2 separate regions of the Pan troglodytes genome follow, and region 1 is linked to region 2. The links are chromatin contacts, called in public capture Hi-C maps. All regions are on one chromosome and are shown on one strand. The core of a region is the stretch at or near the end of the contact, and the rest is flanking DNA. Distances in the headings are between cores, read along the strand shown. Region 1 has its middle 18 kb from the start of MYL12B. Region 2 overlaps DLGAP1 (DLG associated protein 1).

What was found. Capture Hi-C pulls out chosen DNA fragments and counts their contacts.
Region 1: a contact with region 2 is called in a capture Hi-C map of stem cell-derived neural stem cells, with 5 times the contacts expected there. The contact joins two enhancer-like sites. A contact is called at or near these places in 4 of 7 Hi-C or Micro-C datasets (blood, induced pluripotent stem cells and stem cell-derived neural progenitor cells), 1 of 1 datasets of contacts at active chromatin or transcription factors (stem cell-derived excitatory neurons) and 1 of 1 other capture datasets (stem cell-derived neural stem cells).

What each region holds. Positions count from the first base shown.
Region 1 is chr17:27,609,368-27,612,252 of NHGRI_mPanTro3-v2.0_pri, reverse strand. No RefSeq gene overlaps it. Among named protein-coding and RNA genes, the nearest start is that of MYL12B, 18 kb to the left of the region's middle. Within about 2 kb of position 1,397, at least 2 of the 24 cell types and tissues checked have an H3K27ac peak or open chromatin away from gene starts, as enhancers often do. A contact at or near this core is called in stem cell-derived neural stem cells, where this site is marked.
Region 2 is chr17:27,289,749-27,292,921 of NHGRI_mPanTro3-v2.0_pri, reverse strand. All of the region lies in intron 8 of DLGAP1 (DLG associated protein 1), which reads right to left. It overlaps LOC100615703 (a long non-coding RNA gene), which reads left to right. Exons shown (of 4, transcript XR_008540675.2): 2 at 251-3,173. Among named protein-coding and RNA genes, the nearest start is that of TGIF1, 150 kb to the left of the region's middle. Within about 2 kb of position 1,306, at least 6 of the 24 cell types and tissues checked have an H3K27ac peak or open chromatin away from gene starts, as enhancers often do. A contact at or near this core is called in stem cell-derived neural stem cells, where this site is marked.

The DNA of each region.
Region 1 (2,885 bases), core at 148-2,647, 320 kb before region 2:
CACATATATGGGACAGTGTTCTTCAGAACTTTTAAGTACCCTTTAACATTATTATGCAGTAAAAACTAGTTATGCCATTGTTTCTTTCAGATGCTTATTAAATGATAAATATAGAATGTATCTGGGAAAACATTAAACATTGCATTCATCTAAGATTCTGAGAAGAGGCAAAATTCCGAAGATTAGTTATTGTACATTTACTATATGTGGAGCGTTGTGCCTACGCAATTTTTCTTGAATCTTCCCAACAACCTTGTGGGATTTTTATTAGCCCTGTATTTCAAGTGGGAGGACCTAGCATACTTGAGTAGTTGATTAGGGTAACTATTAGGACGTGAGAGTTGGAATTCCAACCTAGGGCACCTAACTTCAGAGCTCACAGTGCTGGAACCACGATACTGTCTCTGAAAAGCCCCAAATGTCTAAAAGAGTCAAGACATTTCTGTTCTATTATGATACAATTCTGTGGTCATTATTGAAATTTAAAATAATCTTGGGGTAATTGATGATTGGAACAGAATTTCAGAAAATTCTATCCCAGGTTAAAATAAACAATACTATTGTGTGTTTGAAGGCAGTTCATGTAATATATAGACTAGAAAAGAGCCGAAAGACAAGGTTGCTCTGAGCTCAGAATCCTCAAGGCCAAGCAATATGAGAATAAAGAGAACAATCTATAAAAGGAAAAAATCCGTTTTAAAAAATTACCCAACGTTGTTCAACACCGATTTCCCCTCTTAAAAGTATTGTGATGGTATTTTGTCTGCTTAACACCAAAGCGTTTATATGTTGTTTAATATTGGTGCTTTACAACTTGGGGCAGTAGGCCGGTCTGTATTCACTTGCTAACAATTTGCCTGGGCTTCCTTTTATCATTAGAATGAGGGAGCAGCTCATATGAACTGTCACATTTATTACCTAATCCTCTTAGTCTCTGAGGTATCAGTTCTACTTTTTATTAATAGACCTGAGGTTTAGACTGAAACTCCTGCCCAAGATCTAACAAATAGAAGAATCCCCATCTGGCTCTTTTTTCCACTTAGAAGCTTAAACTCACCACAACATGTCACAAAACCAGGTGGAGAATTGTGTGTTTCACAGGAAACAGAAAAATACGGTGGGATAATCTTGATGATTACTGAACCATTGTCAACCACCTGTTATGTACCCTACACTGTTGTAAGGGGTGGGGATAACTGGGGGGTGGGACAGACAAGGATGCTGCCCTCATGGGACTGCATTCTCTGCTGGCAGACAATCCATGTGCAATATCAGGTTAAGTGCTGTGCAGAGAACTGGGCATGCATGACAGGGTGGTCAGGAAAGGCCTCTGGGTGGTAAGCTGAGATCTGAATGACAGGAAGGAGGTCCGGACCCATGTGAGGATCAGGGCGAGGCTGTCCACTCCAAGGCGCACGTGTGGTAGGAGCATCGGGAGAGCACATGGATGATACGGGTCCAGGGAGGGTATTTGGAGCAGAGTCCTAATGTGAAATGCAGGGAAGAAAGGTGATTTATATTTTTAAAATCAGTGTTGGTGCTGTGTCTTGAATGGAGGGGCACGAAGAGAAGCAAGAAGGCCGGTATGGAAGCTGTTGCCGTCGTCCAGGCTAGAGGGAGCAGCATGGACTCAGGTAGCAGGGGAGGTAGCTATAAAACGCCTCTCCGGGTCCTATCTGTTTCCTCCCCTCCAGCTCAGCCTTGTTTCCATCTCTGGCATAATCATAACTGTGCTTATTTTATTGATCTGCTTAAAGCCAGATTTGAAAAATTGAGAGAAAAGTTTTGAAGATTAAAAACAAAAAAACTTAGTTGTTTCTCGACTGCCTTATGTTTACCTGACACACTGTTCTGTTTCATCTGTATTATTTGTGAAGAGTGTTGTGGAATCCAGTAGTGGAAGACACCTGGGCCAAGACTTTGTTTCTTTTTGGTGTCCAGTAAATATAATTAATGATGATGATGAAAACTTTGTCTACTTAATATCTCCTTTTGAGAACCACATAGTGACAATCTCCTAAGTTGATGGTTGATTCCGTGGCCACTGCAGTGAGAATGTGTGTGTATGTGTGTGTGTGGTCACATAGTGAAAATGCACTGAGTATTCACTATGTACGAAGCATGTTACACAACTGCCCTTTGAGGTAGGTTTTTTTGGGGTTTGGTTTTTGTTGTTGTTGAGACAGAGTCACTCAGGCTGGAGTACAGTGGCACAGTCTTGGCTCACTGCAACCTCCACTCGCAGGTTCAATCAAGCGATTCTCGTGCCTCGGCCTCCCAAGTAGTTGGAATTACAGGTGTGCACCACCACACCTGGCTAATTTTTGTATTTTTAGTAGAGATGGGGTTTCACTATGTTGGCCAAGCTGGACTCAAACTCCTGGCCTCAAGTGATCCGCCCGCCTCGGCCTCCCAAAGTGCTGGGATTACAGGCATGAGCCACTGCGGCCAGCCTGAGGTAGGTATTTTTATTATCCCTGTTCTACAAATGAAATGTCAAGGGGCAAGGAAGTAACTTCCCAAAGTTACACAGGGAATAAGCAGTGGGGCAGTCACCTGAGCGCAGGCAGTTGTGCTCCTCCCAAGAAAATGATTATGGAAACACCATCGATAGTTTCATGAGCCAGTTTTACAAGTGTTTGTTAATTGTGCTTGATCCTCAGAACTCTAGGAAGTGGATAAAGTAGGAATTGTCATCCCATTTCACAGATGAGATTACTGAAGTTCCCTGACCTGCTCAACTTTGTATAACTAAAGAAGCTAGAGAAATGTTGAGCTTCTAACCTTTTTGACCAAGATGGGTGCTTCTCATTAAACCTATAATTTCCTAATTACATAATTAGTACCTGTAACCTGATCAGAATGTCTCACAATGTATATATTTA
Region 2 (3,173 bases), core at 57-2,556:
TTTTATATTTTTAATAGAGACGGGGTTTCACCATGTGGGCCAGGCTGATCTTGAACTCCTGACCTTAGATTATCTGTCTGCCTCGGCCTCCCAAAGTGCTGGGATTACAGGCTTGAGCCACCAAGCCCGGCCTGACATTTTTCTTTTAAATCTTTCATCAACCAGCTTTCCTTTCTTGTCAGATGTCACTTTTCAGCAACCTGTTGCTATATTCTCTGTTAGGAGAACTTTTTTTTTTTTTTCTGGCCAGACTGAGAGAAAGGAATTAAAGGATGGAAGAATTACAGGATCAGGCACTGCTGTCTGTCTGATCCACGGATGTAACCACAGCACACGCGTGGCTCACGGTACTAGTGAGATAAATGCTTGTTACACGAAGGCATGAACAGGGATGAGAAGAGACTTCCTGGAGAAACAAAAGGACTAACAATCAGGAAGGGGAGGTGATCGGGGCAGGAGTAAAGTGGACACCTCAGCAAAGCCATTCGCTGTGATCTCTGATTGTGCAGTGTCATGTCCTGTCACCAGAGGCCCCTCGTGTTTGATGTTGGCCAATGCCGCCAACATGATCTAGCAGGCCAAATCCTAATCTACCATTCTCTGACACCAGCTGGTCCCCTGGGTCGTCCACCTGATGTCCCCCATTCTCCCCACTTGGCCTCCCCCACAGGCTCTCGGCAAAGGACCGTGGGAGGCACCTGTGACACTGCCCTTTTCCTGTGCAGCTGTTTTTCTTCTTCATTCTTTTCACTCCTCGTTATTCTTTTTTTTTTCACTCTCAGCCCACACAAAACTAGGAACTTTGTTATTCTACTTATTTTTCTGTACTCTGTCTGTTTGCACACAGATGGATATCTGAGAACCAGCGAACTTTCTTTACCTCCTAGTATCATTTCATGAAAATTAGTAGCACCTGCACAATGGGGCCTTGGAGACAGGAATAAAAGGAAAAATCTGGAATGGAATCACATGACGCAACAGGCTATGAAGACTCCCTGCCCGGCTGCTATATGTCTGGTAAACAGAATAAATAGCACTTGAGCATCCCTGACTCTGAGACTGTGGAGTAGCTGGTTGTTTTTAGATGGGACCAGGGTATCGTGCACTTATTGCCAATTCTTCTTGCTTCAGTAAGTGGGGTGGCTGTGCAGAGTGAGTGGCCTGTGTATGAACCAGGGTCCGTCCCATCTAATGAGAGTCCGGTCAGGCTGAGTCCTCACCAAGACTTCAGCGTGGATTCATCAGTAACCTTGGTTCACCGGCAGGCTCGCTGGACTTTGGAGAAAAGGCTGACCCTCCCCCAAAGCAGCCCATTGCTGCCACTGCCCTAGGAACAGAGGGCCTGGAGCCAGGGCTTGACCTGGTACAGGAGCTTTTGCACAAGGCCGGCTCAAACCTCCAAACCTGGGAAAACAGGATGCATGGTGAAGTGAAGAAGAAAGAAAATGCATCCACTGTTCCTTCCTGTTGGTGTCAGCACGATGAGGAATAATTACCTGGATCTGGAAAGCAGGCGTGTGGGAGGCTGCAGGCCCCCCTGGTCTGTGTAGTTAGGCACTTAATTTTTCACCCTCCTCCTTTTCTCTGCCCTCCCGAAACCCCCGTTTTCAAAGGAAAAACAGAAAAACGTATCTGGGTAACCCGTGTAATACTGTTTACATCAGTCCACTTGGCCCAGAAAGGATACCAGCTCCTTACTGATGCTCAGATAACAGGGTTAGTGCTTAAACAAATTATGCCTTGGGCCGGGTGCAGTGGCTCACGCCTATAATCCCAGCACTTTGGGAGACTGAGGTGGGTGGATCACAAGGTCAAGAGATCAAGACCATCCTGGCCAACCAACATAGTGAACCTGTCTCTACTAAAAATACAAAAATTAGCTGGGCGTAGTGGCGCATGCCTGTAGTCCCAGCTGCTCGGGAGGCTGAGGCAGGAGAGTCGTTTGGGCCTGGCAGGCGGAGGTTGCAGTGAGCTGAGATTGCGCCACACTGCACTCCAGCCCAGGCGGTGGAGTGAGTCTCCATCTCAAAAAAAAAAAAAGAATTCTGTCTCAGTCATTATCCAACTTTGTCACTGATAGAGAAGGACATAGATCCAGAGAAGAACTTGTCCAAGTGACCCCAGGGCTCTTTCCCCCTCCATTACTTTTTTTTTTTTTTTGAGCCGGAGTCTGACTCTGTCACCCAGGCTGGAGTGCAGTGTCACAATCTTGGCTCATTGCATCCTCTGCCTCCTGGGTTCAAGCTATTCTCCTGACTCAGCCTCCCTAGTAGCTGGGATTACAGGTGCGTGCCACCCCGCCCAGCTAATTTTTGTATTTTTAGTAGAGATGAGGTTTTAACTTGTTAGCCAGGCTGGTCTTGAACTCCTGACGTCAAGCGATCTGCCTGCCTTGGCCTCCCAAAGTGCTGGGATTGAGGGCGTGAGGCACCGCGCCCGGTCCCCTCCATTACTCCTTAAGTGTCCCTTAAAGACTGTATTTATTTATTTGAAACAGAGTCTTGCTCTGTCACCCAGGCTGCTGTGCAGTGGCATGATCTTGGCTCACTGCAACCTTCTGCCTCAGCCTGAGTACCTGAGACTACAGGCGGGCGCCACCACACCCGGCTAATGTTTGTCTTTTTGGTAGAGATGGGGGTTTCACCATGTTGGCCAGGCTGGTCTTGAACTCCTGATCTCAAGTGATCTGCCCACTTCAGCCTCCCAAAGTGCTGGGATTACAGGTGTGAGCCACTGCGCCCAGCAAAGACTGTGTTTAAAATACTACTTTTCTGTTAGGTACTTGTCATTTGCCAAAATTAAATAAAAACAATCTAGGAACCTAGGAACCTGTGAAGTCAGTACTAAAATCTATACCAATTTACTCTACAAACCCCCATCCTCCTCCTCGTTGGTTGAGTGTTTAATAAAGCCAGGTGCTTTACCTATAGTCTCATTAAATTAAAAACAATCCTGCATAGGAAGTCAGGATCTCAATTTTGCAGATGAAAAGGAGGCTTATCTGGGCATGCCCAGCAAGGTCTGGGGAACGCCCCTTAATGGAGTACTTGAATTTGTCTGCAGGGAGAGGTGGCATCACCGCACTGTAAATAGTTTCCAAGGTCAAGTTTGGCTGGTGGCTTTTAGAATTGTGGCAGAAGGATGCCATCCTACTCCCACCTTCAGAGGCATCT